Linked DNA regions of Mus musculus: region 1 is linked to region 2. A link is a contact called in public promoter capture Hi-C data. All regions are on one chromosome and are shown on one strand. The core of a region is the stretch at or near the end of the contact, and the rest is flanking DNA. Distances in the headings are between cores, read along the strand shown.

The links. Promoter capture Hi-C pulls out the DNA fragments that hold promoters and counts their contacts.
Region 1: a contact with region 2 is called in a promoter capture Hi-C map of embryonic stem cells, with 2.2 times the contacts expected there. The contact joins the promoter of Gpr26 here to the promoter of Hmx2 in region 2. A contact is called at or near these places in 2 of 39 promoter capture datasets (both in embryonic stem cells), 1 of 484 Hi-C or Micro-C datasets (embryonic stem cells) and 1 of 115 datasets of contacts at active chromatin or transcription factors (embryonic forebrain).

Annotation. Positions count from the first base shown.
Region 1 is chr7:131,964,283-131,968,645 of GRCm38.p6, reverse strand. It overlaps Gpr26 (G protein-coupled receptor 26), which reads right to left and starts at 2,186. Exons shown (of 3, transcript NM_173410.3): 1 at 1,051-2,186. The coding sequence starts at 1,718.
Region 2 is chr7:131,552,875-131,556,862 of GRCm38.p6, reverse strand. It overlaps Hmx2 (H6 homeobox 2), which reads right to left and starts at 2,570. Exons shown (of 2, transcript NM_145998.4): 1 at 2,289-2,570; 2 at 1-1,436. The coding sequence starts at 2,556. The coding sequence ends at 883.

The DNA.
Region 1 (4,363 bases), core at 937-3,436, 410 kb before region 2:
TGTGTGCTCAGGGGGTGGCAGTAGACACACTCAGCCATGCCCTTCTGATGAGCGGGTAGAGTAACATTCAGCATAGTGACATTGCTCAAGGCAGGGAAGCTTCACAAAGGCTTTTGCTCAGTCTGTCCACTGTGCCCTGGAGGGTGAATATACATTGGGGTCTACATTCCATTCCCCAAGGCTCCCCACATCCTGGGGCTCTGCTCACACATTGAAGCCTAACTGTCCATCACTATTGCTCCCTGTGTGCTGTATCTTCTGTGTCAAGTGGACTCCTAAGTCCCAGGCAGCAGAGAGGGAGTCTGCTTTTAATGTATATAAACTGGCAGAGGCCACAGAAGCACCCTCCCTCTTGATGTCCTAGTCTCAAGAGGAAAGATGAGGTGAGCTCAGAACAGCCCGATTGACAGTTTCCTCCTCTTCTCCCTAAGGAACACTAAGGACCACGGAGGTTCCCAGTCCATCTTTCCATTTGCCTCCCTCCTTCTTCTCCAAAGAAATAGCAAGTCAACAGAATGGAAGTGGTGGGCAGGCTTGGTTTCAGAAACCTGAGATACAAATTCTTTAAGGGACCTTGAGGTTCCAAGTCTAGAAAACGATGGACTGAACCTTCTAGGAAGGCAAGAAGAACTGGGGCCCTCAGAGCTCATCACTGGGAGAAGGTGCTATGGATTCTGTTTAATGAGGACTCATGCGAGGAGATCCAGGTGGCACCACACCCAGGACTGCAAAGACCCAGAGGAATAACACCCACCATTTGAAGAGTTCTTAAGGGTTTTCCAATCCTCTAGATACCCCTCTCAGATCCAAACCACTTTCAAGCTTCGAAAAGTGAACAGAGTTCACTGCCCAGAGTATAAGGGTAACAAGATGTTCTGGCTGGGGTTTCAGTCCCATGTTTCAGAAAGTGAAGCTCTAGGCACCCGTTTAAACAGGATCTGCTATTCCACCCGTGCTTAATGCCATTGATGCAGAAAGGGGATCTCCCGGGATGCTGGGACCTTCCTAACTCAATACCAAGTGCTCAGAGTCTTGGGTCAGGGCACTCACCTGGGGTGTATGTCCACCAACAGCACAAGCGTCTGCATGGTGATCACGTCGATGCGCTTGCAGTGGAAGCGGGCCACCTTGAGCACCTTGAGGTACGTGAAGCAGAGCACGATGAAGGAGAGCAGGAAGCTGAGCGCATGGAAGGCGCTGGTGAAGACAGCAAAGCGCAGGCGCTCGTCCGGCCGCCGGCTGCACAGTGTGCACGAGGCATATAGCTGGTGGAAGCCGAGCCAGGACAGGGCGAGCGCGGTGGCCGGGAAGGTGAGCGCGTGCAGCCACGTGTAGGCCACCATGAAGGCGGCATCTCGGAGGCGCATCTTGGCACGGTAGCTCAGCGGAAAGACCACAGCCACCCAGCGGTCGATGCTGAGCGCGGCCATGCTGAGCATGGAGTTGGCGGCCAGAAAGGTGTCGAGGAAGGCGGCCAGGCGGCACAGGCGGTCCCCGGCCGGCTGCCGTTGTGCCACGACGCCGGCCAGTGTTAGTGGCATGTTGACCACGGTACACAGCAGGTTGCCACACGTGAGGTTGAGAGTGAAGAGCGCCGGCGCCTGGCGGCGGATGTCAGCGCTGTGCAGGAGGCAGAGCAGCACCAGCCCGTTGGACAGCAGCGACACGCCGATAGTGCCCACCAGCAGCCCCGCCAGGCCCGCGTCCCACGAGTTCATGGTGCGCGCCCGCCGCTGGCGCTCAGGGCCCGCAACCCCGCGCCGCCATGGCGCAGCCTGCTGTCGACTCAGCCCCTAGGCGACACGGCAGCCCAGCGACCCCTGGCCCTTGTCGCCATGGCTACCCAGAGGGCATCCACCAACCCAGAAGCCCGCGCCACCCCCTGGGCCAGCACCTAGGCACGCAGCCTCCCGGAGCCCCGCGCCACCTCCCAGGCGAGCACCTGGGCACGGAACCACTCGGAGTCTGGGGTCACCTCACCGGCGATCACCTAGGCGAGTGTTCACTCCCAGTCCCGCACCACCTCTTGGCCTGTGCTCCTCTGACCTCCTGAAGTGCCCTGGAATCCGGGGTCGCAGTCTCCTGTGGTCACTGGCTTTGCGTCTGCCTGCACCCGCCCTTACTGGGTCCCTCTCAGCTCTGGCTCTGCTCCGCACACCCTTCTGCTTTGTGGCTTTCTCTCTGTCTCCCTCTCTCTGCCTCTGTGCTCAGTCTCCTGTGTGCTCTCACTTTCTGCCCCCTCCCCCTTCTGTCTCTCCCACCTCCAATTTTCTCCTCCCTTTCTTTCTCCTTTCTCTCTTTTTTCTCTTAGGAAACTGGCTGCTTCTGAGAAGGAAATCCCACCGATTCTCTCTCTCTCTCTCTCTCTCTCTCTCTCTCTCTCTCTCACACACACACACACACACACACACATACACACACACACACACTTGGAGGGAAGGAGCCCTACCGGCTCCCTTGCAGAATGGCTGGCTCCCAGTGGCTCCCCTCCTCCCCTTCCTTTCTATCCTCCCCTATATGAGCTGGAGACAGGCTGAGTCAAGAAATCTAGGAAAAGGGAAGAATGTCTGGGCACCCTCATGTCCCAGTGCTGCTTGTCCCTGCCTAGGTGACCAGACCTTGACCCAGTCCACCTGCCCCATAGCTGCCCAGCATCTAGGATTGCTGCTGTTATCTAAGATGAACTGGGGAGCTTGGCTAGGCTTCTGCTGAGCTGGGATAGAATTCACAGTTCTGTCTTGCATTATGGCCAGAGATCTCCTGAGATCTCCCCTCATCTATCTGCAGGCAGTTGCTGTACTGCTGGACACTGAGTCTCCAGAGCTTCGTCTCTTCACTCTCTAGTCATTCAGCTACACTCTCAGATATGGTGCAAGGTCACTTGAGGCTCACCGGGACATCCCTTGGGCATGCCATCAGTCAAGAACACACTCTGTCCATGGTCATCAGAAGTAGTCCTGGTGTAGCTGGTTCTGGACACTCATTGTGTCCTGGGCCAGCTGCTGTCCTGTCCATTCTGGGTGTGGCGAGCCAGCGAGTATAAGCTTATTAGGCATGTGGATGAACTGTTCAGAGAATGGGAGGATAGCGGATGTCTCTGTTTGATCCAGATCATCAGAGTTTGGGACATAAAGGGTCTCAGCCTCCCCTCAGGTAAACATGTGGGAACTGTGTCTCTTCTATCCCTAGTCCAGACTCCGTAGTTTCAAAGGTGCTTGGTGGACAGACAGGTGACAACTTTCAGAGCTTCCTCAGTCTCTTGCCTTTCTATGGGATGCTACCTCCTCCAGTGACCACCTACACTGTATTTCAGAGCCTGGTGAGATGGCCAGTGATGACTGTACATAGCCAGACCTCAGTCTGAAAGAAACCAAATATAGACAGTTTCCCTAAGGGAGCTGTTGTGTCTCCCCCATCACACTAATTATCTTCCCTCACATAGATTCAAGGATGGAGGGGGTTAATCTAAAGCACCTGCAAGTCAGAGAGAACAATGGCCTTTCTCTTCTACACCTTGACAGATGCTAAGCACCACTATAATGAATATACCCAAGAGTGCCCAGGACAGGACCACTTCTTACCAGCTTCCAAGGGTGCCTGGGAACCCTTCTGCAACCCCCCTTAAGAGGCAGCACATTGGTAATAGAAACCTGACACTCTAAGGGCATTTATACCACAGAAACAAACAAATGTCACAGCTCAGCCCGCCCCACCCGCAATCTGAGCCCGTGGTTAAGCAGTTACCAGCACATCACTCACTGACCTCACAAGACCCTGAGCCAAACACCCATCTTCCCCGAGTCTTGGCTTCCTTATCTGTTTTTTAGAGCTGCGTTGATACTGTGTGGAAGTGGTTTTGCCTCTCAGGGAAGAGAAAAGCAAGCAGAATGCTGTCATCCTTCTCAGCCCTTGGTCTCCTCATGGGGCCTACAGAACTCAGGTTGGCTGTGCATCTTCATCTCTTGCTTGGTTGATGACAACAACAATGTGGGCTGTTCACCCATGTGTCTCCCTGCTTCCACAGACTGTCTTGATAAGCCTCTCCCCTGGGATGAGATGGATGTTTAGGGATTGCTTCTGGAGTAAACCAGTATGTTTTGGGACACACCAGTGGATCCTTGATTCTTACATTATAATGTTCTATAGAATGACTTCCTGTGCTGTTTAAATTCAGATTCCTGGGGTTTCTAAGTCAGGTTTGCCTCATTTACTAGCTCTACAAATGATGCTCAGAAGTGGTCAGGCTAGACAGATGATGCTAACCATGCCCTGGACACATCCACCATCAGTGGCCTAATGCTCTGGCCTCACAAAAGGACCACCAGTGTTTGTAGGAAGCACAGGCTACAATGCATTAATTCAT
Region 2 (3,988 bases), core at 1,321-3,820:
GTGGATCTGGATTCCATCTCGAGTGCACCCCAACCCGCACACCTGGGTCGTGGGAACTGTGCTGTTCCTGTAAGCAGCCCCAGTCACGTGCTGCCTGGGCAGCCCCAATATCCCGACCTTTAACCTCTGAGCCCAGCCCCACCCACACGTGGTGAGAGCAGAACCTTGGGGGCTGAGGGAGGAGACAGAATCCTGCATGCTCTGGCAAAAAAAAAAAAAAAAATCCAGAAACTCCTCTGCCGCTGTCTCCTGGGACAATCCATCCCTCCAAAGTTAGCAACCATGTTTAAAACGTTTTATTTTTTTCTCTTTAAAAATATTTACAGATCTGTACTCTCCTCGTTTTGCCCCTACCCATCCTCAAGATGAAGGGAATAAAGAGAAGTGATTAGTTCAACGACCAAAGCCCTAGTTGGTTCGGCTCGGCTGAGCTTGTGTCCTACCACATTTTCTATATACAGGTGTATATATGGGAGAAAGACTGCCTGGTTCTGTTGGTGGTTTTTCTGATGTTTTTTTTTTTTTCTTGCTACTGGTCAAAACCGACCTAATCAAAACCCCACTTCCCACCACCACCCGAGAGCCTCCCCTTCCAAAATAGTTTCAAACGCGAGTTGTTTGGTTTTGTGTAGAAAGCAGGTGCTCTGGCGTGAGGAATGCAGATAAATACTCAAAACAAAACAAAACAAAATAAAACAAAACAAAACAAAAGGTAGGAAAGAGGCCATAAATAAGACATAACGAATACACATGGTGTATTTCTTAATATTTCTGGACACGCGCCGCTCTGCTCCGGAGCTCTGCGAAGGATCCCGACCGCGCCGGGCTATGCAGGCAGCTGCAGGCGACCAGGGGCGTCCCGGGAGCCGGCGGGCGAGCATGTCAGTAGTCAAGCTTGTTGTACAGGTTGTAGAGCGGTAAGGCCGAGAGATTGCTGCTCGGGTAATAAAGCGGAGCCGGGAAGGCCAGAGAGCGCGGCACCGGCACTCGCAGCAGCGAACTGTCCCGAAACACGAGCGGCATGCCCACGAGAGTCTGCGCCGACGCGTGTGCCATGTTGGCTGCCTCAAGCTCGGCTGAGAGCTGCCGCTTCCACTTGTTGCGGCGATTCTGGAACCAAGTCTTAACCTGGGTCTCGGTGAGCTGCAGGCTGGAGGCGAGGCAAGCGCGCTCCGAGCTGCTCAGGTAGCGTTTCATGTCGAAGGTAGACTCGAGCTGGTACACTTGGCTGCGGGAGAAGACGGTGCGCGTCTTCTTCTTGGCCGCTCCGGTTTGGCGCTCCGCACCGCCGTCCCGTGGCCGCTCCGGGCCCGGAGAAGGCGAGCCCGCCGGCAAAAGCCTCTCCTTCTCTTCCTTAAAGTCCGGGTGAGAAGGAGAAAGGAATGGCGTGCGCTCCGAGGCCGCAGGCCCTGCGCCTCCGCTGCCCTTGGGGGTACCTGAAGAGTGAGCACAAACAGAATGACCATGGAGTTGATGAGCCTTAAAGACTCTCAGCTCTGCCGGGGACAAGGAGGTTGACTGATGCCTGCATCCTTGATTCCCCTATTGCTAACCCTTTCCTTTTCTACTGCGTCCTGCTAGCGCCCAAAGTCCAGAGCCTCGGCCTTTCAAAGCAGCAGAAGAGGGTTCCATATAATCCGAGCTGGAGGGTCTCCTTCCACTCTTATAAAAGTAAACGTGGTACCGGGTCTGGAATGGGGACATTAACACCATTTTTTAAAGGTGATTTTTGCCTTTGAGGACTGAGCTCTACAAGGTAGCATCATTTTACAGGCCGTTTTCTTTGAGAGTCGGGCTAATTTTATTCATAACTCCTTGGCTGTCCTCCGTTAGCTTTTACCTCTCTGAAACTCAGCACTGTCAATCATTTTAGAGTACTAATCACTTCGAGAAGAGGCCGAGAGGAGGGAAAAGACATAGAGCCTGCAGGACTGACAGAACACCCAAACCAGACCTGCAGAACTAAGTCAGGACAGAAAGTACCCGGCGTGCGAAACCATTTTGGCCAGCATTGTGTACCGCCCGCAGAGTTCCTGGCCCACTCTGGTTCACCCTCCTTCCCCTTACCCAGTCTTCCCCTTACCGCCCCAATATTCCTCTACTTCTCCCCAGCGCCGGCCCTTCCGGCCTTTTCGAGAATGCACCATGGGTGCGTAGTCCCCTCCCCTTAGCCTGGACCACTAGCGGCCCGGCTGTGACCCGGGGATGCCCTGCTCCGCGTCTCCGACAATCACACACCGCATCGGCTCACGCTCACTCGGGCCAGACTCCCGACCTGCGATCCTTACCCAGGCAAGGGAAAGGGATGGGGGTATGGTGCTTAGGGCTTGGCTCCTTGGGGCCGTGCGGATCTGGGCAGAAGCAAGCCGGAGCCTTCCAACCTTCCTCCGGCTCCTCCTCCTCCGAGGACACAGACAGGCTGCGTTTCCTGGCTGGCCACCCGGCGGGCTCCCGCGGTGCCTCGGAGGGGCCCCCGCCCAGGATGGACTGGATGGTGAAGCTGGAGACGCCACCGGCCGCCGGACATCCCTTCCCCACATCTTCCTTGCTGCCCATCCTGGGTTCATAAGAAATCGGAGGAAACCAAGAACTCCCTTTAGAGCGGGGCTGGGTGGAAGGTGGTGCGGGCAGGCGGGCGGGGGGAGGGGCGGGAGGGAAAGCAAGGGGAGGGGGCTACGAGGCTGGCGAGGCGTCCCTTCTGCTCCAGGACGCGCAGGCACCGGACCGCTGTGCGCGGGTCCCTGCCGGCCCGGCTCTGGGTGAGCCCGCCCAGCCCCGGTGCCAATGTCCCTTCCTCGTTTGACAACTCCACCGGTCTCCAGCGACGCGGAGGCTGCGCGGCCTCATTTGCATAGAGGTTACCCGGCCGCGGCCAATCGCAGCGCCGCGGAGCGGCCCCGGAATTTTTTAAAAAGCTGGGGCCGAGCACGCAGCACCGGGAAGCTCCGGGAGCAAGCCTAGACGCGCACTCGCATCAGCTCTGTCCAGCCCGTAACATCTGGGGCTGAAGGCAGCTTAGATTGCAGCCTGTGTTCCTGGTCTTTGCCTTGCCTCTCCAGAAACGAGAACAGCGCCCGGGGTCGAGCTGGTGGGGCTCTCTCACATCCAAGATGCACACCATAGGCTGCTGCCACCCTCCCCAGTCCTCAACCCCTTCTAGCCTCTTGGGAACTAACAGCGCTCTACGAGTCTTCTCCCGCTGCGTTGGGGATTGACAGTATGTGGCTCTCCGCTGGGAGACACAGGAGCAAAGAAATTCTACAGCTCTGGACCTGAAGACCCCGCTGACTAAAGGGGGCAGAGGATTTTGGAAACAGAGTAGCCCCCAAATGTCCCGAGGTTCCGGCTCACATTCCAGCAAACGCCATTTGCACTGTGTGAACTTGAACAAGTCTGGTCCCAGTAGAAGCATCCCTGCCCCCTGGCAAACTTCTTAGTGTCGCCTGCCCCCATTCTCTGGTTGTGATGATGTGTCAGCTAGAAACCTATAAACTCTCAGAGTGCAGAATAGTTATTTCCTAATCCTTGACCGAATACCACACAGCTCGCCTTCCCACACTGCAGCTAAACTCATTTACTTTATTTTGCTGGTAAATACTGGCGGTCTCAAAATGGCTACGCTGCTTCTGGAAGGAAACGAAGTAGGTAGGTATGGGGACTTTTTAGAATTGGACAGGATCCTGTTAAATATAGGTAGGGTGTCTTTGGGCAAGATATGTACACTTTCCACGCCTCGTTTTCCCCATCCTAAAATTATTTGAAGTGTTGCTTTCCTTTCAGAGGTCAAGGTACAGCTTTATAAAACCTGACTCTCTCCTTCCTTCTTGTGGCCTCTCCCTAAGCCCTGACTCTTGCTTGTTTAATCCCTAGAGCACCTGTTACCTGATCTAGAGTCATCTCAACAAAGCAAGCAAAGGGATTTGAGGCGACAGTTATCTACACAAGCTTTATGGAAAGGAACGAGACCCAAAGCTTCCAGCCAAACCTG